Regions from separate parts of the Mus musculus genome. Here region 2 is linked to region 1. The links are chromatin contacts, called in public promoter capture Hi-C maps. All regions are on one chromosome and are shown on one strand. Each heading gives the region's core, a stretch centred on a gene start, on an enhancer-like site or on the middle of the called end of the contact. The rest is flanking DNA. Distances are from core to core; before and after follow the strand shown. Region 1 has its middle 16 kb from the start of Vnn3. Region 2 holds the start of Taar9 (trace amine-associated receptor 9).

Region 1 (7,767 bases), core at 3,445-5,944:
CAGAGGCCATGGAGGGATGTACTTCATTGGCTTGCCTCCTCTGGCTTGCTCAGCCTGCTTTCTTATAGAACCCAAGACTACCAGCCCAGAGATGGTCCCACCCACAAGGGGCCTTTCCCCCTTGATCACTAATTGAGAAAATGCCTTACAGTTGTATCTCATGGAGGCATTTCCTCAACTGAAGCTCCTTTCTCTATGATAACTCCAGCTGTGTCAAGTTGACACAAAACTAGCCAGTACAGTGACCAAGACCTTTGAGCCAGTGTGAAGAACAGTGCAGGGCCAGGCCTTGGTGGTCCTGATCTCTCTCAGAGGTTTTCTCTCTTCTTTTGCATTGAGGAGGGTGGGTGAGTAACTGGGGCGGGGGGGGGGCACCACCATCTCCTCTTTGGCAGATGTCCGAAGATTCCACTGAGTCCCTGCACTTCTTATTACCACCTCCAACAAGGGATGCTACTGAGGCACCGTCTCACTGAGACACTGGGAGCTGACCATGGCTCTGTCAGCCAGCCAGTTATCAGTCACTGAGTGTTGAGAGTCAGAGGGCAACACTTTGTGGCTGTCTTGGTAATTGTTATGGTTTGTATATGCTAGGCTCAGGGAGTGGCACTATTAGAAGGTGTGACCCTGTTGGGAGTAAGTATGGCCTTGTTGGAGTAGGTGTGTGGCTGTGGGTGTGGCCTTTAATACCCTAGTCCTAGCTGTCTGGAAATGCGTATTCTAGAAGATGAAGATGTAGAACTCTCAGATCCTTCTGTCCCATGCCTGCCTGGATGCTGCCATGTTCCTGCTTAAATGATAATGGACTAAACCTCTGAACCTGTAAGCCAGCGCCAAATAAATGTTGTCCTCTATAAGAGTTGCCTTGGTCATGGTGTCTGTTCACAGCAGTAAAACCCCAACTAAGACAGTAATTTATAGCAGCTAATTCTGAAGTGATGACCGACCTGTCAGTGGTATTTCATAATAACATGCCCAGACCTGTGAGTTAAATCCTTTGAGGACTTCTTGCTAACAGACTTTATTTTTTTTTTCTTGTCACTCATAGAGAAACACTGGGAGTCAGATAATTATTTCAGAAATTCTAGTGTAGATAGGTTTCCAGAACCAACTTCTTAGTGAGCTTTAACAACAAAGGAACAATTTAGGGGCCAAGTGTAATATACAATTTATTGGTGAATTACATGGGTTGTTTAATCTCCCTCAGAAGCTGACCGTAAAAGTGGAATTGACCCCCACCCCAATTACAGACCTAAATATGTTTGGCTCAAAGTATCCTCTAAATCCCTGTTTAAGAAGAGACTGGGCCCCGCTAACCCTGTGATAGGGAAGGAAATGAGCCTTTCTTGACAGAGATCACCATGGTCCATTTGCTGACATCGGAATGTCTATGGTGGGAAGGAGAAGCCAGAAGTTCAGCTGCAGGTTCAGCTGTGGGTTGCTCATCCCTGGAAAGAATGCTCAGTGGTTGGGAACTCCCCTGACTGCTCCAGAGTTCCATGTGCGAGCAGCTGATCTGATGATGTTGCTTCTATCTGGTCCTTTACTTGGGAGCCTCACCCCTGGGGACACCCTGCTATGCCTGGGACTCTTTGCCTCTGAATCCAGAACTCCAGCTGACGGATGCAGTCAGCTTCTGCTGACTATTTGTAAGCACCTGATTTGATGATGTTTCACTGACTATCTGTTACTTCTCTCTATTTATCAGATACTTATTCTTTTATCTTTGCTTGCTATACTTAACAAATGAGCTCATTCAAAACCCAGAGCATGGCTATCCTAGAGCATTCATTCTCTGGGTCATTCAGACCATATGGAAAAAAGAAAAAGAGAGAGAAAACAGTAGGATTGCTCTTACCAGAAAGATATTATTACATGTTCTAGAAAAGGAACTTAGAATCTAAATCAATTCACGCATGTTATCCAACAGAAGAATGTTTAAACTTGAGGTTTCCATGTCTATGTATTATCAGACAATATGTATATTATATACATGTATTATCAGACAATATGTATATTATACATATGTATTATCAGACAAATGTAATATTTGTCTTAGTTAGAGTTTCTGTTGCTGGGAAAAGACACCATGACCAAGAGCAACTCTTCTTTTCTTTTTTTTTTTTATTAGATATTTTCTTTATTTACATTTCAAATGCTATCCCGAAAGTTCCCTGTACCCTCCTCCTACCCTGCTCCCCTACCCACCCACTCCCACTTCTTGGCCCTGGTGTTCCCCTGTACTGGGGCATATAAAGTTTGTAAGACCACGGGGCCTATCTTCCCAATGACGGCCGACTAGGCCATCTTCTGCTACATATGCAGCTAGAGACATGAGCTCTGGGGGTACTGGTTAGTTCATATTGTTGTTCCACCTATAGGGTTGCAGAACCCTTCAGCTCCTTGGGTGTTTTCTCTAAGGAGCAACTCTTCTAAAGGACAACACTTAACTGGGGCTGGCTTCCTGGTTCTGAGGTTCAGTCCATTATCGTCAAGGCAGGAAGCATGGCAGCATCCAGGCAGGCATGGGACTGGAGGAGCTGAGAGTTCTACATCTTATTCTGAAGGCAAACAGAAGACTGCTGTCTTCCAGGAAGCTAGGAGGAGGGTCTTAAAGCCCACCCCAACAGTGACACACTTCCTCCAAGAAGACCTCTCGTCCTAATAGTGCCACTTCCTGGGTCAATCATAATGAAACCACCACAATATTAAAATTATTTTAGGGTTGGCTCAGCAATTAAGAGTGCTTACTGCTCTTTCAGAGGACTCTGGTTGGCTCCTGTCACCCACAAGTCAGCTCACAAGTACTTATAACACCAGTTCTAAGCAATCTGATACCCTCTTCTGACTTCTGCAGGCACCAGGCATATCATATCTGCATATATGTGGGCAAAATGCTCATACACAGAAAACTGAGAAATAAACAAAATGATTTTGGGGGAAAATGTATTCTGCAAAGCCAAAAGATTTTCTTTTTGTTGTTTTTATTTATTTATTAGCTTTGTTTATCTTTATGTGTATGGGTGTTTTTTTAAATTTTATCTACATGTATGTCTGTGTGTCACATATATACCGAGGCCAAAGAGGGTATTGGATCTCCTGGAATTGGAGTTACAGATAGTTGGGGACCATGATGTAGGTGAAAGACCCCCGAAGGGACCCTCACTCAAGTCTCAGTATAATAACGGACCTTCAAGAACTCACGAGAGACCAAGCTTGATGCAAACCACATGAGGCTTTATTCGGGGAAAGCCAGAGCTCTGGGGATGACTCATATCCCACGCAGGAGTAGAGGATTCGACCCCGAGGGGAAAGGGGTTCCAGTTTTTATAGGCCCTCAGGGGGGAAAGGAGAAGGGGGGAGTAGGGGATTTCCAGATCTAAACAATGTAAAATGATTGATTTCTCAAGAAATGGGTATGGGAGGGAAACAAGGAGAGTCTAATGCAGGTGTAGTAACTCCGGATTGGTCCCAGCTGTGGTTGCTGGGGAGATTTTCCGACTCTATCCCAGCAACCAATACCACAAACACCAGGCAGTGAGGTGCAGCAGTGGGCACACACCTGTGTTCAAGGAACGGTCAGAACATTGGCAGACACACGGGTTTGAGGAGGGACCAGAGCATTGTGCACCTCTATTTTTCTAAATCAGTGTAGCTACTTCTGCTAACAATGAAATCTATTTTGCCAATTTCAGGGCTTCTGTGACCTTTTACATTCTGGCAGGATCTTTCATAGGTACGAAGAATTGAACCCAAGTCTGCTAGAAGAGCAGCCACGTAATCACTTCTAACTCTCTAGCCCCACAAAGTCAAAGGTTTAAACCTATAATGCAGCCTTGGACCTGTGAAGAGCTAGCAGGAGTCCTTGGTATCCATAGAACATGTCTTAGGTAGGAGCTTTTGAGGGCATCAAGGCTAGAAGGGAAATGTAGCTGCTGGATTTAGATGGTTAAGGTTAGACTTCAAGTCAGGAATCTAGACAGAAATTTCACTAAGTCTTTCGGAGGAAGCCAGGTTGGCAGAAAAATCAATGAACTGAAAATCTCCAAGGTCACTTCAAGGAAGTGAGGGAACACTGTCTCGCAGGGCAAGCTCAGCAAGCTGTGTCCTCTTAGGCCCTAGCCATCAATCAGTGTTGTGTTGACGCCGTGCACTAGCAGAAATCTCTGAGGCATTTCCTTGGAGTAGGGCTAAGTATTAACTTCATGAAACCACTTGATCCAAGGGAAAAGGACTAAAACATGGAGTTTCCCAGATCAAATTAAAGGTTCATAGCCAAAGGCCATTTCTTTTTTTTTTTTTTTCTTTTTGGAACTGAGATGGAAACTTTATTTTCCTAATATTCCCACATCAAGAACTCAGATTGTGCTGAGAAATACAAAAACATCCAGTGCCTCTGTGTGGTAGTCAGTCATCCTGTCCTGGCAGAGCCTTAATAATGGAGTTATTCTACATTCCAGCTGAGCAGGCTCATCCTCATCACATCAGCTCTTGAGGGAAAATAAAACGGCCAAAGGCCATTTCACTATCTTATCACAGTAGCATTGAAAAAACTGGGTGGAGATTGCTGGGGAGGGAACTGAGAAGAGTAGAAAATAGTCCACAAAGCGACCCACTGGTTTTTTAACATCTAATCTTACGTAGGGAACAGTTAGAGAACAGTTAGCTGAGTAAGACTTAAGTCTTAACTCAAAGTCCACATAGATCTGGACAGGGACCCAGTTGGATCAGTCTCCCAGCGCTGGCTGCTTGTCCTTGCCTGGGAGTCGGGAGAGAAGAAAAAGCACTTCTACATGGTTGGCTTTGAGATCTTGCCTTGCCTACACCAGTTCATTTTCAGAAAGAGAAGATGATAGAGATAGAGAGACACAGAAAGAGAGACAGAGACAGAGTTACAGAGAGACAGACAGACACACACACAAAGAGATGAAGAGAGACAGAGAGATACAAACACACCCAACATGAACCCCCCTCCCCCCACAGAGACTGGGAGAGGTAGTGGGAGAGGGAGAGGGGGAGGGGGAGGGGGAGGGAGAGCATCATCAAGGTTTTAGGAAACTAACACAATCGATAAAATGACCTTCTTTTGAAAATAGATCAGTTACCTAGAGAACAAAAAATTGTCATCTTAATAGGGCTCTCCCCTGGATAAACTATGAACCCAGATCATGGAAACAGAAGGGTTTGGGCATTTATGGAAAGGGACAAGGCAGCCTGAGGCGATGTGCTTCTCTTAGGCCTGGTGCATAGGGTCAGGTTTCACTTTCCCTGAGAACCAAACTGTAACTAATTCTTTATAGTTGTACTTACCTATTTACTTGTTCACTTATTAATTTAGTTCTTTCTCCAGCGGCCTACAGACCCCAGCCCTTTTGGTAGCATATAGTTTCTGAAGTGGCAGATTATAATATTTTATGTGATATATTTTATTTCAGTTCTGCTTACAATGACTTAAGAATGTCCCCAGTTCCAGCGAATGACAAACACTGCCCCTGCAAGCATTTACTAGTCACCTTAGAAGTTTATGGGGACAGAAAAACCAGAACGTTGCTGTGTACTGTGTGTCGTCTCTCTTGCTCACTGGTTGTAGGATGAGAGGACAGAGTGTCACTAATGTGGCCACAGATGTTGAACAATCTTACTCAACAAATCGTTAGCAGGTGGCATCTAGAAACTAGTTATGTAACTTTTGAAAGGTCTCTCGGCCTCTGAATTAAGGCCTTTCCTTACAGATTTGGCTAAGATCAAGGCTAAGATCCCATTTGTGCCTTTCTCTCTGCCCCCTCAAGCCCCATCTCCTTCCCAAGACAGGATCTCACTGCACTCGCTTAAGCTAGGCTCAAACTGGCAAACTCCCTACTCTGAGTATCTGAACGCTGGGGTTACAGGTAATTGCTACCATATTGACCTTATGCTCATCTTAGCAGTGAAAGTGGTTAAAATGTGCCAGAAAGAATTACAGCTATCCTAAGTTCATATAAAAAACAATCTAACTTAGGGCATCTGTAGCACTGAATTGTTCCATCCAAAGACTAAGGCTTAATTTTAGGCACAGATCCTATAAAACAGTGAGTCTATATAGCTGTGGTTAGTAGAGTTTCAACACTACTGAAGCTGGAAAGAACCCAGATGCCCCTCAACAGAGGAATGGATACAGGAAATGTGGTACATTTACATAATGGAGTACTACTCAGCTATTAAAAAGAATGAATTTATGAAATTCCTAGCCAAATGGATGGACCTGGAGGGCATCATCCTGAGTGAGGTAACACATTCACAAAGGAACTCACACAATATGTACTCACTGATAAGTGGATATTAGCCCAAAACCTAGGATACCCAAGATATAAGATGACTTTTTTCAAGTCACATAATTCTATGGTTTTTCTCTTTATACGCCCTGGGATAATATGGCTAAATGCTACATCTTGAATATCTCAGGTCTTGGAACACAGTTCTGGCACCAGGTACAGATGCCAGCACCTGAATAAAAGTCTCTTCTTTGTTAAATATCCTCGTGGCCAGACTGGTGAATCTCTGAATGACCTAGACCCATAGCACCCAGTCAGAATTGGAATGGGGAAGTTATAAGAGGGCTGGAGAGATCTCACATGTGTCTGAGTTAAGTCCAGGCCCAGGGGAATTTTCTCTGACTCTGCAGTCATCTGTGCTTGCACCCCTCATAAATGAGAGCAAGTTCTGCTAACAGCATTTATCTTTTTTTTTTTTTAAGATTTATTTTATTTATTATATGGAAGTACATTATAGCTGTCTTCAGACACTCCAGAAGAGGGCATCAGATCTCGTTACAGATGGTTGTGAGCCACCATGTGGTTGCTGGGAATTGAACTCTGGACCTTCGGAAGAGCAGTCAGTGCTCTTACCCACTGAGCCATCTCACCAGCCCCAGCATTTATCTTTAACACACTTTAAGACTTCAGCAGTCCAAATGAAAAGCCCCGTACAGCACCCTTGCCTTGCACTGTTCTATGCTGTAGTCTGTACTCTGAGCTGAAGCCAAGCCTAGCCTCTGACATGCAGCACCAGTGAACTTTGCTTCTAACTTAGTTTACGTAACCTTTCCTACCTTTTTGGCTTCCAAAAACTTCTGGACTTAACTTCCTTGACCATGCCAGTAGTATACCAATAACATACACATTTGGGAGGCAAGTGAATCATGAGTTCAAGGCCAGCCTGGGCTATAGTGTGGACCCTGTAAGAATAATACAAATGTGCTGGTGTAATAGGGGCAAGGCTCTTTCTTATGGGGTCTATCAATGCTTTCTCACGGAATTGAGGCCTATGGCACAGGGGGAGAATTCCTGTCTGGTACTGTAAATCATATCAAAAGCCCATTACTAGAGTTGTAATAGGCACTAATGAGAACCCTACAGCTGTTGCTTTGCCAAGTGAAAATGAAGAGCTGATCAAATTGCCTCTAAATAACTCTTTATCCCCACCCAGTGGTGCCACTTGTAACCTCCCCTCCCCAGCCTGAAACTTGTTTGCTCAGGTTTCAGTGTTAGAGAGCATCGGGCGGAGCTTGCGGCCTTATCGTCCTACTACTCCCACTGCCGCTGCCTGCCACCTAGCTGTATCACCTGTTCACCTGTAACCTTACTCCAAGATGATTTGGCGGGAATCGGGCCCCTTCCCCTCCTTCATAACTCGGTGCACGAACTAGTAAAATTGAGCTTTGATCAGAATTTTGTCTTAGCTTCATCTTTCTCTTGTCTGCCTAGCTCCCTCTTCTCTTCCAGATTCCAA
Region 2 (7,767 bases), core at 2,194-4,693, 270 kb after region 1:
TAGGCATGAGAACTGTGCCTTCACACTTACTAGGCAAACTCTATCACTGTTCTCTACCCCAATCCACTATTACTGTGACTATATCTTGTTACTGATAAGCTATTGATAACCTTAAATTATTGGAAAAGTTGCCGTATTGAAGGGTACTGATGGGAATTGCCTGATTGCTAATATTTTATATATGTCTTTGAACATCTTTTAAATATCATGTAAAAAAATATACATAGCTCTATATAATTTAGTTTCCATTTAAGTAGCAACCAGAGAAAACACATATGAACAAAAGCTATTGTGAATTAAGAAACACTTTAAAACAGATTTATACTTGGCCAATAAAATTAAACTTGTATTTAGATAATTGCTGTATATGAGAGGCCTAGTATTTCCATAGCTATGTCAGGGTGTAAGTGGATTAGGTTTTCTCTGTAATAGTATGGAATATTTTATTGGACAAAGCAAATAAACCAAGAGCTACAGATCACTAGGCTGAAGGACTGAGTTCAACTCCATGTCTGAGATCATAGGGACCATCAGAGAGCAAAGTTCACGTCCCTCGTCCATTGATCTGGGTCTGAACACATCCATGGCTCTGCAGGATTTTGATGTGGGGCTGGCAGAGGTTTATGGTTGGTTGTGTTTTATCATAGGGAAACAGACGCAGAAGTTTGTTTGTTTGTTTGTTTGTTTTTTAAACAACAAAACATCCTTTGGAAGCATATAAAGAGTAGAGAAACAAGCCCACTTAGTGATGCTGGGAAGAACTTGAATCTGGTTAGGATTTAGAATCTGGTTAGTAGTCTGCTGTTCAGACTCTGCCTTCACACCCTTAGTGATCATGCTGACGGATGCTGAGGCAGGAAGCAGGTCAGGACAGTAGGGGATGAAAGAGACCTCCAGTGATGGTGAGCACCATTCTTCGGAGGTAGCATCAGAGAGACAGCTTGTTCAATGGCGGGGAGGGAGGCTATTTAAGCTAATAGGGGCTATTGGGATGAAGGCACAACATTGGCCGGGGCCAGGGTGCTGGGGATGCCTCACGTGCTTAAGGAGGAGTTCCCAGTGCTGCTGGACTTAAAAGAGAAAAAGGAAGTTTAACCGGGCTACTGGGCTAAGTGACCTCCTGGGCCGGGGTGGGGGTGCCCAAAGATGGGGATGCGGGGCTATGTGGGACAGGAAGGCTCCGTGGCAGGTGGGGACCGATTGTACTCCTGCAGATCTCAGGACTCCACAAACCTAAAATGAAAAGGCTAGTTATGTGCTTTTCAGTGTCTCTAGGCTCTTTTCTCTACTACTCCAAGTGTTGGTACGAAGTTCCCATTTGCAGCTGAAGGAAAGACCATGTTGGGATAAAGACGTGTCTGACGCACAGGCTAGCAGACACGGCTTTCAGTTGCTTCTTTAGGAGTGAGACCAAGGCACAGCAGTTTAAGGCAATCTCTTGGATCTCTTGTTTTCTGAACCACACCCAGTGCTCAGCTGGGAAGCTTCGTGTCCCCCTTCTCCTCTTCCTGCTAAACACTCTCAGCTCTACTTAAAATGTATCAGCACTGTATCTTGAAACACATAACACACATTTTAATCAAAATGAACTAAAACTCACATTGATTGAGGATTATATACTGGACTAGAAAGTGGGACACATTCCTGCAGGAAATATCTGTTTGAGTTCCTGTTGTGTTAAAACAACCTTTGGTTTTCCTGTTTGACTCCCTTCGATTCAAAGAAAGACCACAAATGTTAAAAAAAAAAAAAAACACACATTTGAATTAACACTTTAAAATGCAGTATAAGCACACGTGTTTCTTGTGAACTTATATCTGTGAAAAGAGGAAGGAGCAACCCCCAGGTTCCTGAAACGTGAGCCTTTGCATGCGTTTAGATGCTTTTCAGTCACTTAGGTGTTCTCAGTGCTAATGCACTGTAATGTCCCTTAACATTAAAAATGAATGTTTAAATAATTTGAAATTATATTTACTTCTCATGCAACATATGCCTTAAAGGAGGCTTTGTCTCCTGCATGCTAATTCCATGTTTGTGAGCGCTTCATTGTCTTTGTTATTGTCAATATCCGAACACTCATTATGAGGGAAAACCGACCACAGGGAGGGGCGAGGGGGGAATTAGAATCCTTCAAATGACTCAAAGAAACTAATAGAAATTTCAGAGCAAAGCAAAGACATTAAGGAGCACACCACTTTGGAAGAAATTAACAGATGGGTCCCCTGTGACTCAGCCCTAAAATGTACAGGCACTCTAAGAAGAAAATACTTCAGAGTAGCCTTTGAACCTAAGATCTCCTGCTGGGTGAATGATTATGGGACCTCGCTAGATTAGAGGGATTAGTTTTACCTCTGACCTTAAACCCTAGTCAGATTTCAAATCTCTGCTGTGACTGTTTTAACCTGCACCTGCCTCTTCAGAGAATAGATTAGTTGTTGATGAATCAGCCCTGAAGACTTTGCCACTCACAATAAGTTTTATTGCCTTACGAAACCAAGGATAAAAAAAGGCGTATATCAAGGGGTTCATAGCTGAATTGTAGTAAACACACCACACTAATATCTCATAGACGTACGCAGGAGTTATGAAGTTCATGTAAGCGTCAATAACCGCATCAATAATGTATGGCAGCCAGGACACGAGAAATGCAGCCATGGCGATCCCCAAGGTCTTGGCAGCCTTCCTCTCTCTTTTGGCTACTCTTTCCTTATAGCTCTCAGAGGAGGCCTGAGCTTGGTTGGCTGTACCCTCTATCTTCCTAGCCTGATACTTTGCCACCAAAAATATCCGACCATATAGAAACACCATGACCACAGTGGGCAGAAAGAACAAAAGGAAACAAAGTAAAACCCAATTTTGATTCAGTGGAGCCTGGCAGCCTCCCACACAGGTCAGAGCAACCACTAATTCCTCAATCCCTTCCTCATTGGCTCCCGTGTAAAAGATGGAAAAGCTGTATGTGACAGAAAAGAACCAAGAGAGAGCAATGCACAGTCCAGAAACCGATACAGTGAACTTGGTCGGATAGGTCAGTGGATCTGTAACTGCAATGTACCGGTCAATGGAGATGCAGCATAAATGAAACAGAGACGCAAAACAGAAGGAGGTGTCGAAACACGTGTGGAACTTACAGTAACTCTCCCCAAAGTACCAGCAGCTCTCCACAGAACGCACCGTGCTGAAGGGCATCACTGTCACCCCCACCAAGAAGTCAGCACAGGCCAGGGAGGCCACCAGGAAGTTCGTAGGCGTGTGCAGCTGTTTAAAGTGGAGGATGGCAATGATGACCAGTAAGTTCCCAAACACTGCCAGCAGGGCTCCCAAACCGAGGACCCCATAGAGGATGGCTCGAGGCCAGGGTGCGTAAGAGCTTTTAATGCAGGATCCGTTCACATTCTCATAGCAGAGCTCCATGGGCGGTTCTGGGGAGAAGTCGCTTGTCATTGCCTCCAGTCTTGGTAATTGTAAACTTCCCAGGTTTCCATTCTAGCAATCTAAAGCAAAAAACGGGGTTAACAACTGTCTTAGTCAGGGTGTCTATTCCTGCACAAACATCATGACCAAGAAGCAAGTTGGGGAGGAAAGGGTTTATTCGGCTTACACTTCCATACTGCTGTTCATCACCAAGGACGTCAGGACTGGAGCTCAAGCAGGTCAGGAAGCAGGAGCTGATGCAGAGGCCATGGAGAGATGCTCTTTACTGGCTTGCTTCCCCTGGCTTGCTCAGCCTGCTCTCTTATAGAACCCAAGACTACCAGCCCAGACATGGTCCCACCCTCAAGGAGCCTTTCCCCCTTGATCTTTAATTGAGAAAATGCCTTACAGTTGGATCTCATGGAGGCATTTCCTCGACTGAAGCTCTGTGATAACTCCAGCTGTGTCAAGTTGACACAAAACTAGCCAGTACAACAACTTAAAAATCTCCTGGGGAAACATAAAGAAAAACAAAAAAAAACAAGAACTCTATTTAAAGTAAAGGTAACCTTTTACTACGTGTTTTTTGTATACCCATTTTACTCTTTCCCAAAAGTGCTCTAAGGATGTTAAGAAACAAAAACCTGTTGCAAAAAGCCATTTAAAAGTCAAAAGTCTTACTAAGTAAATGTACATTGTCTAATGTTTATTTTATATTATATCTTTGCCCTATTATTACTATATTATAATTACTATCATCATAGAATTTACTTTATTAATTGTTAGAAAAGTTTTTTTCTGTGGATGTCATCTTACCTTTTGAAAATAGCAAACTGGATTGAACTGGTTTTGCCACCAATGGCTGAATTTTATTTACTTCTTTTTTGTCTCCCCAGAGCGGCCATCGGCTGCAATCAACAACTTAGTTTTGCTTTTTTTTTTTTTTTAAACTGGAAAAAAATAAATTACATGTCCTTCAAATTGTAAGCTCAAAATCCCCATAGTATAGAGTGTGAACGCTGGGACCAGCTTACTCTTAGTTGCCTTAAACACACACATGAGGAATGTACTTTAACTGTGACTTATATTTCTATTTTGTCTTTTTGTGTTGATGATTTGAGCAGCTGGAAGTATCCTGGAAAACTCTTACCGAATTGTTACTAGAATAACCATCATGAAAGTGTTTCTTAGGAAGAGAGCCTGTGTGAGCTGTCTAAAATCAGTAAGAAAAAAAAAAAAGAAAAGAAAAGAAAAAAAAGAAAAGAAAAACAAGCCATAGGTCTCCTTGCACTTCTAGGATGCTTAGTTTTAAACAGGCCAAGAGGAGTGTGAGCAGCTGGGGTGGGTGTGAGCAGTTGCCTGTACCCCTGCTGTGCCCTGTAAACACGTGTGAACAATGCCATCCAAGGCGCATGTTATTTCTGTGGGTGTTTGATTTTGTTTTTAGAAGACCATATAGTGTAAAGAGGCTTTCTAAAGTGTACCTGACAAGCAAGTGATTAGCTTCTACTTTGGGACTAAGAGACACCTTGTATTTGAATATCACTCATCTCCATCCTAGAGAGTAGCCTGCACTTACTGCCATTTATCCCATGGCATGCATGTGTTAGAAATGCAGGACTATATACAGATGGTGTGCATCTTTTGTTTTTACCACATCTCAGCAATGGGTTTCTCTGTCTGCACGTGTTTAAATGACACTTGTTCTATTACAAGCGTCACAGACTTTGATGACTTTGATTTTTATTGGAGCTCAGCTTGGTTTGTTGTCCAGGAATGAACTTTCCCATTTCAGACAGTGTCCCTGTCACACTTGGGCTCCCCCTGGTGGTAATTCTACATGTTTGTAGATCAGCATGACCAAAGTGACCAATAAAGTTGTACTAATGACATACTTTCTTCTTCTAGTCTCATTCTGCGAATAAAGTCCACACGTGTCTTGGTTTGCTCTCAGGGGAGCTAAAGCATTTCAGTCTAGGTGGTATCCTGCCCCAAATTTTAAATGTCTGTGTAATGAATTCTGAGTCCTCAGTCTTTGAATAACCGTCCCCCACTTCCCTATGTCCAAATAATGATGCTCTTGTGCAAGAGAGCATGCTTGCCTTTCCTATCCCTCTACCCTTGAGCTCAAGGATGACAGCTTTCAGTCTCGACAATCTCTTAATCCTTGCCCTTACCATAGAAGCAAGGGCTCCAGTAACACCTCCAAGATCCATATTGTTCTTTAATGGTGCTCTTTATTCATAGGAGAGATTAGAATTTTGTAAAGAAATGTTGGTCCCAGCAATGGGATAAGGAGCAGGGAAAGGAACAACTGAAGCCACGTTTGTGCAGAGGAGACAATGTCAAAGCATTTTATAAGGTCGCTGCTGACAGTGTGAATAGGCACCCAGTCTACAAATCTCAAATGCCAAAATAATAATGGAGAATAAATAATTACAAATAGTCAGAAAGAGGACTAAATGAGGCCATAGTAATTAAGGGTAGATCTGTATATAAAATAAGTGATGGAGGAGGAGAAAGAGGAAGAAGAGGAGGGAGAGAGAGGAGCAGGAGATGATTGACAGCTAGTCTAGCAAAATAAAGCTGGGGGGGGGCTTGGTAATAGATATGACATCTGTCTCTAAAAACAAATTTTTGAAATAGTTTAGTCAATACAACAGAAATATTTTCTCTAAATAGAAGTGATTTGCAGGAAGAGAACAGAATAGTCATACAATATCCCTGTGACAATATCTAATTAAAAAAATGGCCTTATTTCTTTTTGTAGTTCTCGGTGTATAGTCATGGCTGAAGTGCTCTAAATGCTAATCTAAAATTTTAATTTTAAAATTGAGCCACCTAGAAAGTACATTTTTAGCTGTCAAGAATGATGGAGAATATTTTCCATGCACAGTGCACACAACGGCACATTGTACCCACACACAGCCAACTTTTTTCTGCCATAGAACACAGCAATGAGTATGAACTGTGTGACAGTGTGGTGACATAGTTTCAGAAAACACCCCTTCTTGCTTGCAGAGACTGAACATTTTCCATGCTTTGTAAAGGAGTTAATAATATGTGTAACTTTAATTTTTCCAATGCTTATTTTTTTCTTTTTTCTTTTATTGGTTATCTTATTTAGTTACATTTCAAATGTTATTCCCCCTTCCCAGTGTCTCCTCCACAAACCCCCTATCTCATTGCCCAACCCAGCCAGCCCCTCCTGTCTCACCACCTTAGCATTTCCCTATGCTGGGGCATCAAGCCTCCACAGGACCAAGGGCCTCCCTGTCCATTGATGCCAGATAAGGCCATCCTCTGCTACATAAATGGAGGCTTAGAAAGGTAAAAGTGGAAACTCTGTGTTAGAATGAGGTGTTTGATTTTTAAAAACATCTTGTGGTGTTCTGAGTGAACTCCAAGGTTCCTTACACTATTGCTATATTACTGTTCTTAACTGAAGGTCATGTTCATATAAGCGTGTTTGTCTGTTTGGGGGGAAAGGGCCATGTCTATTCTACGTAATGGAAACTGTTTGGAGGTATGGCCATGCTATTGTCCATGGCTCTGTTCCATCACTCTGTCCAAGCTAATGCTGCTCTCCAGAGCTCCATATCATGCTTAGTCCACAGATGTCTTGCTGCATCATCGGTAAAGATGATTAGAAGGAACATAACAGCTGCTATGTGCAGCAAAAACAAAAAGGGATTTTTTTTTAAACCGTCATCGAAATAATTCATAATAGTTAAATGCCTCTTAAATATACATGATATCTTCTGAAGCTAAAAGTAATATGCACTCAACCAGTTTTTAAAACATATTTGGAACATTAAACATGATAAAAGTAGGAAAAAAATTCTTATAAAGTTCTCTATGAGAGGAAATTGTGACAAGTTCCTGAGGAACTTGTCATTAAGGAACTGTTCCATGTCCAAGGGAAAATACGCCTTGTAACTGTGGCTTTGTAGAATGAATTGGGTAGTGTTCCTTCTGTTTCTATTTTGTGAAATAGTTTGAAGAGTATTCTATTAGGTCCTCTTTGCAGGTCTGATAGAATTCTGCACTAAACCCATCTGGTCCTTGGTTTTTTTTTTTTTTTTTTTTTGGTTGGGTTAATGACTGCTTCTAATGACTGCTTCTTTAGGGGTTATGGGGCAGTTTAGATGATTTATCTGATCCTGATTTAACTTTGGCACCTGGTATCTGTCTAGAAAATTTTGTTTCTATGCCTATTATCCTTAGGTTTGGTCTTCTCATTGTGTCCTGGATTTTCTGGATGTTTTGTGTTAGGAGCTTTTTTCTTTTTGGGTTTTTTTTTTCCCCCTACTGTTGTGTCAATGTTTTCTATGGTATCTTCTTCTCCTGAGA

Evidence for each region. Promoter capture Hi-C pulls out the DNA fragments that hold promoters and counts their contacts.
Region 2: a promoter capture Hi-C map of liver shows a contact between it and region 1. The contact joins the promoter of Taar9 here to the enhancer-like site in region 1. A contact is called at or near these places in 18 of 39 promoter capture datasets (the 3T3-L1 cell line, 3T3-L1-derived adipocytes, the C10 cell line and 13 more), 1 of 15 datasets of contacts at CTCF or cohesin (the NIH/3T3 cell line), 14 of 484 Hi-C or Micro-C datasets (the AML12 cell line, B cells, LSK cells and 9 more), 3 of 115 datasets of contacts at active chromatin or transcription factors (bone marrow-derived dendritic cells, extraembryonic endoderm stem cells and trophoblast stem cells) and 3 of 9 other capture datasets (adipose tissue, liver and pancreatic islet).

What each region holds. Positions count from the first base shown.
Region 1 is chr10:23,832,072-23,839,838 of GRCm38.p6, forward strand. No RefSeq gene overlaps it. Among named protein-coding and RNA genes, the nearest start is that of Vnn3, 16 kb to the right of the region's middle. Within about 2 kb of position 4,695, at least 8 of the 459 cell types and tissues checked have an H3K27ac peak or open chromatin away from gene starts, as enhancers often do. A contact at or near this core is called in adipose tissue, extraembryonic endoderm stem cells and liver, where this site is marked.
Region 2 is chr10:24,106,091-24,113,857 of GRCm38.p6, forward strand. It overlaps Taar9 (trace amine-associated receptor 9), which reads right to left and starts at 3,444. Exons shown (of 1, transcript NM_001010831.1): 1 at 2,398-3,444. The coding sequence starts at 3,444. The coding sequence ends at 2,398.